Regions from separate parts of the Rattus norvegicus genome. Here region 2 is linked to region 1. The links are chromatin contacts, called in public Hi-C maps. All regions are on one chromosome and are shown on one strand. The core of a region is the stretch at or near the end of the contact, and the rest is flanking DNA. Distances in the headings are between cores, read along the strand shown.

Region 1 (3,126 bases), core at 436-2,935:
AGTTCAAGGCAAACCTATCTCGAAACAAACAAAAATAGATTAACTCTTCCAGGAGACACTGAACAGTGTAAGAGGTCTCTCTGGACAAGCTAAGCCAAAACTCTGGAGAACCTGGAGCAACAAACAACTACAGAGATCACAAGACTACAAGCCGAGTTAAGGGGAGAGACAGCCACTGTTCGTCCTGTGTCCCTGTAGGATAGCACAGGGACAGGGTAACATGAGAATCCAGTAAAAGAAAGGCTCTGTAGGGACTGTTCACAGGGTAAAGTGCTCACCAAGCAATCCTGAGGACCAGAGTTTGGATACCCAGTACCCACATAAACATGAGGGTGACAATGAAGCCTACCTGATTCCCCATGGGTGCCAGCTAGAGCAAGCTGAGTAGGCAGACTTGGCCTAATTGGCAAGATCTGGGTTCAAGTGAGGGAAGCACTCTAGCTCAATGTGCAAGATGGAAAGCCATCTCTAAAAATGGACATCACCTCTCTCTCTCTCTCTCTCTCTCTCTCTCTCTCTCTCTCTCTCACACACACACACACACACACACACACAGACATGGGAATACATACACACAACACAGACATGGGAATATATACAGAGAGACAGAGACAGAGATGAATACACAAATACCCACACAGGAATACATACACTAAATACACATTCACACGCAAAACAAAATGAAAGGGTTTGTTTTGTTCTTTTAATGCTATTGTTTTAAATGATCAACAGGAAGAATGGTTAGAAAAATGGCCATCTTCTATTTTAATGTTCCTCAAAAGATGTTCCATTAAAAAAAAAAAAAAGAAAAACAAAACAAAAAACAGCAGAATCAGGAGCAATAGAGTGCAATTTCCAAAATACATCTGAGATCTTCAGAATTTCAGCGTCTGCAAGTGTGGGCACTAGGAACCTGTATTTGTATAGAAGATGAATTACCGTGCCCACTAAAAGGTGAAAGTGGTGTCCTTTCTAGACCTAGCTAACTCAGCCTACGTGTTTTTCAAAGTTTGCAACTTGGGGGTGCAGAGTCAGCGTTTCCTCTGGTGGGTTTCCTCATTTGCAAGAGCCAAATAAAAATCCTGGGAGGGATCAAACTACAGAAAACGGGGCTGCAAGCATCAGGGTGGAAACTTGTGTGTGCAGACTGGCCCCTAACTCCACACATACTTCCCGTGAGAAGTTCAAATGGCCACTGTTGAAAGAGTCTACACTTGGGTAAAAGTCCAAGGCCCAGATGCCCTGGGTTTCTATCCAGAGTTAATTTGGTGGTCACTCTTTATCTCTCTTGAGCCATGGGCACGCAAATTAAGTCAGGAAGTTAAAAAGAAAGAATAAAGATAAAAAATCCCAGGGTGCTAGCTCTGCGGCGGAGAACGCCTTAGCCTGGTCCCTACCCGGGCGGGTACCTGCCAGCAGCTTCTCCTTCAGCCGGTTCAGCAGCTCGGCTGAAGTGGGCCCTTTGGGCTTGTGCACGGCGAACACGCCGCTGAGCGACATGAGCTTAGCAGCCAGAGCGGCCTTGGAAACCTGGGCTTGCGATCCAGTCCTAGCCGCTGCCGCAGCAGCAGACACCGCTGCGGCTAGTGAGGCCGCGGCTGTTCCTGAAGTGTCTGGGGCTGTGTCCACAATCAGAGGTGAAACCACCTCGGCCTCCTCAGCTGCCATGCTTTCACGGCCTGGACCAAGAGGCGCACAGATATGACACAAGTTGTGTTACAAGGCCTTCTGGGAATTGTAGTCCATAGGCTCCTTATAGCTTGCTAGGGCACCTCAGGATTCTGGTGGAATCTCTAAATATCTCTATTTCCAAATGCTCTTATTTCCCTGAAGCAGAGGTACATTGGGGTTGCCATTGTAAACCGCCCAAGCAAACACCTAATTTGTGTATTTGAGGTGAGGGAGTCACTTCCTTTCCTTAAAAGAACGCACTCCCCCCAAAAAAACCTACGAGAGAGAGAGAGAGAGAGAGAGAGAGAGAGAGAGAGAGGAGTGAGTGTGTGTGTGTGTGTGTGTGTGTGTGTGTGTGTGTGTGTGTGTGTGTGTGTGTGTACACGTACATATAGATTTTGAAATACTTTATTTTGATAACTCCACTTTTTTGACTGAAGTCTTTACGATTCTAAAAAAAAAGTTAATGTTCTTTTGGAGTTTCTATTCCTTTATAGACATTGGTTAGGTATCAAAAACTGTCGTTGAGCCATTTGTGATGGTGCATGAAGGTCACTGACAGGTTTTGCGCTTCCCCCCCCCCCCCTTTTCCTTCTCCCTTGCTAAACTGTAGGTTACATTTCTAAAGCTGGCCCCCAAGGTCCATTCCCTCATTAAGTCACTGACTCATTCCTAAGACAAAATAACCAACAAGCAAAACTCACTGTTTGACTAACATACCCCATCAGGATTTACCAACTCACCCTAGCACGGACTCTCCCTACCCCTCACACTGCATGCCTTTCATCCCAGTATTTAGGAGGCAGAGGCAGGCAGATTTCCATGTGTTCCAGGCCAGCCAGGGTAACATACTGAGACCCTATCAAAACAAACAAACAAACAAAAGCAACAACAAAAACTCCTATGGTTTTAATTAATAATTAAACTCTTTGCAGACCTGGCATTAGACCATCTCTCTAAGAGTAGTTCAATCCACCACAGAAGTTTGATCCTAAAATAAAGCAAAATGGGGGGGGGGGGGGACACCTTACTTCTTCCCCCAGACACAATAAATGGAAGTGTGGCTATTATGGGATAGCCACTTTGTCTTCCTCGTTTCTCCACACTGCCTTTCAGCCATTCTTTCTCATAGTTCTCCCTGAGGCTAGCATTCTTTCTTAATGATGCCTCCTTGCCTAATGATTCTGGTCAGGAGATGCCATTCACATTTCTACCATTCATGCAACAGATATATGTCAAAGCAATTATAACAAATACAGCGTTCTGGGCATTAGAAGCACCTAACTCTGATTTTCTAAAGTAGCAAACATCTTACACATTGGGCAAGCCTTTAACTCACAGGTCATTTTATTTAATATTTTATTTCAGATGGACTAAGATAGTCTGAGATCTCTCTCCTTCCCTCTCCCCTATCCCTACTGTGATGGTTTGCATATGCTTGGCCCAGGGAGTGGC
Region 2 (2,974 bases), core at 63-2,562, 160 kb before region 1:
CTTTGCCTCAAAGCCAGAGATGTCTTACCTGGATTCTGCTTTCGTCTCCACAACAAACACTAGTCATCTACACAATACTCTTTCACAACCACAATCGGCCAGAAACATCATGGTAACTATCTAGGACAAGCTTTCTTAATGACCGCTTTCCTGCAGTTTCTCACAGAACCCCACTTCTCTGCCTTCCCAAGGGCCACCCCACTTCTTTTTATAGGGACAGAAATTTATTAAGCATCAGCCAATAGGGAGAAGTGTCTCTTCCCCAGAGATGCAAGCTCCTTAGCACCTTCAGTTTCCGAAAACACAAACTGCTGTCCCCGTGCACCTGTCAAAAGTCACACAAAGCCAAGAATGCCCTGACAAACTCAACGCCTCTGAATGCATATTCCGGAGTGAAGCTGGCTGGTTTGGAATCACGACTCAGCATTTTCTGCGTAACCTTGATCGAGTTAACTTAAATTTGCTGCCTGGATTTCTCTCTGTAGATTCTGAATAGAAGGCGTAAAATTCCAGTAAGTTATAGACGTGTGGGGAATGAATGCAAGGACCGACCTAGAAACTTATAACAAGGTACAGACCACCGAAAACTGTGTTTTCCATGCTCGGTGATTACTAAACTGAGGAGTGCTCTGTGACTAGAGAGGGAAGGAGCTGGGCCACAACTTTAAACCCTGACACCCCTGACTTCTCACAATGTTCGTGGATTTTTCATGAGTTATTTCCACCGTTTCTGAAGGAAACAGATACTGTCCTAATTGGTGGAGTTTGGCACCAATTGGAGTGAGAACATTCTTTCTACGCAGAGGATGACAAGCCGCTGAGGACGTGCGGAAAGCACCGAGTCAGCCCGAGTTGGGCGCCGGCTGGAGCTCCCGGGCGCAGCCCGAGGCTGGAAGGGTGCAGCGCGGGGCCCCCTCCCGGGCGCTCTGAGCTCGGGACACCGGGACCCCGAGGCCAGAGCGGGACAGGGAGCGACGCTGGCGGGGCAGGGCTGAGGTTCGGGATCCCGCGGTGGCACTTACTTGAACCTGCCCTGGCAGTGCTGGCACTGGTCCCCCACCCAGCCCGGGTCGCACAGGCAGGTGGAGTTGACACAGCGACCCGAGAAGCAGGAGCCAGTCCTCTCGCAGGGCTTGGACTGGGACACCTGAGCATAGAGCGCCAGGTAGAGGAAGCCATAGCACAGGAGCCAGCTGTTCCCGTCCAGCAGCAGCCAGGAGGAGGCGCCCCCGCCGCCCGCCGGCCGAGCCCTCCACAGCACCGGGGCGGCCGGCTGCGGGGCACCGGAGCGGGCCCCGACCCCCGGCTCCATCTTCCCCGGCGTCCCGGCCCGGCGGGGCTGCGCTCGCGGGCGCACAAGGGGATGCCGCTGAGCGGGGATCCCGGCCGCAGAGGACCTCGCCGCCGCCACCGCTGCCGTTCCTAAGCTCCTCAGCGGCGCCGACCCCCGTCCCGCTGTCCGGTCCGGAGCGCCGGATGCCAGGCGCGGCGGCCTCCCGTCTGCTGCCTCCAGCCACGCTCCGGCATCGCCGCCCGTTCCCCTGACCTTGCCCTCGGCGAGCCGAACCCTGCAGCCGCAGCAGCTCCGGGAGCCGAGCGGAGAGCCGGCGGCGCCCCGCGCTCCGGAGGGGACCCGAGGGGGAGGGGACCGGGCGGGGAGGGGGAGGGGACCCGCTCGGCCCCGCCTCGCCCTCGGCCCGCGCCGAATGCCGAGGCTCGCCCGGGAGGGCGGGGCCGCGCGGGAGCCCCCGAGATGGGCGCGTCCAACACAAGCACGCGGGGAGGGGAGGGCAGCCGTCAGTGCCCCGCCGCCCTCCCGCCAGCCGGAGGCCCCGCAGCAGCCGGCTTCCCTCCGCCTGCCAGACACAGTCGTCGTAGAGGCGGCTGCAGCCCAGGCTGCGGACGGACGTCCCTGCAGCCTCGCGCGCCCACGCGTTCGTGGACGCTCCCCCTCGGTCCGGGAGCGGTGGTCTCGCCCGGTCCCTGACGGGGACCCGGGACTCCCCCGCGCGCCCACCCGGCCGGCGGGCACCGCTGGGAGTGCGTCCCCAGGTGTGGCCCGCGCTGCGGAGCCCACGGAGGAGAAACCCACTCCTGTCACGGGACCTCGGTGGAAAGGCAGCCTTGCACTCCGCGGGCCGCGGCTGCGAAAGTGAGGCGCCCGCCCCAGCGCTACCCTGGTCTCCTGCACGTTTCTTCTTTTTTTTTCTTAAAAACTCCCAACTACACACAAAGAGCTGAGCATGTGCAGCCAGCAAAGTCTTAAAGGCACCGCGAACTGACCACGTTGCAGGGTGCAGGAACAGGGCGGGGTGGGGTGAGGGGCTGCGAGGGGCGCGAAGCTGCTCCCGTGGGACGACCTCAGCCACGAACAGCTCTTTATCGTGGAATCGGAGCTCCGCACACCCAACAAAGAACTGCCCCGAGCGCCATCCCTCCCAACGCTGCCTCCGAACCCCACCAACTCTTCTTTTCTCTTGTCTGTGTTTCCTCCTTCGTCTGGGACACTATTTTGTCTTGAAAAATATTGCGACACCGGGGCTTTTTTTTTTTTTCTTCAGAAAAGCAGAAGTGATTTTCAGAAAGGGCTCTTTCCCGTTTTCAGCGGCATTCTCTTTCTTCCTTGAGATGACTTTCCAAGATCTAATGGCATAAACTTAGACGTGTCTTCTACTTTTGTGCTTTCTCTATAAAGGCCTTTTAGCTGACCCTGGAGAGCAAGCGGCGCACAAATTGCAGGCAAGCAGCCTCGAGTATTATTGGAGCTCCACCAAGGAGCAGGCGGTACGAACAAGAATGTGAAACTCACCAGACATTTCTGACGGCTGGAGCGGAAAAGTTTTGGTTGTAACCACAGTCATAATATTATTGTTAAGATTCAGTTCGAGTTTATTTTGGGAATAATGTACCCACGTCATCTCTTTTAATCCCCCATCATCCCACTTCAAAGAGAAAATCCTCTATTAACCCCATT

What was found. Hi-C and Micro-C count contacts between places; a contact is called where the count stands out from the background.
Region 2: a Hi-C map of kidney shows a contact between it and region 1, with 4 times the contacts expected there. The contact joins the promoter of Atrnl1 here to the promoter of Trub1 in region 1. A contact is called at or near these places in 2 of 12 Hi-C or Micro-C datasets (kidney and mammary epithelial cells).

What each region holds. Positions count from the first base shown.
Region 1 is chr1:266,519,206-266,522,331 of GRCr8, reverse strand. It overlaps Trub1 (TruB pseudouridine synthase family member 1), which reads right to left and starts at 1,685. Exons shown (of 8, transcript NM_001012173.1): 1 at 1,410-1,685. The coding sequence starts at 1,668.
Region 2 is chr1:266,674,389-266,677,362 of GRCr8, reverse strand. Atrnl1 (attractin like 1) reads right to left here and starts at 1,312. Exons shown (of 28, transcript XM_039095274.2): 1 at 1,023-1,312. The coding sequence starts at 1,312.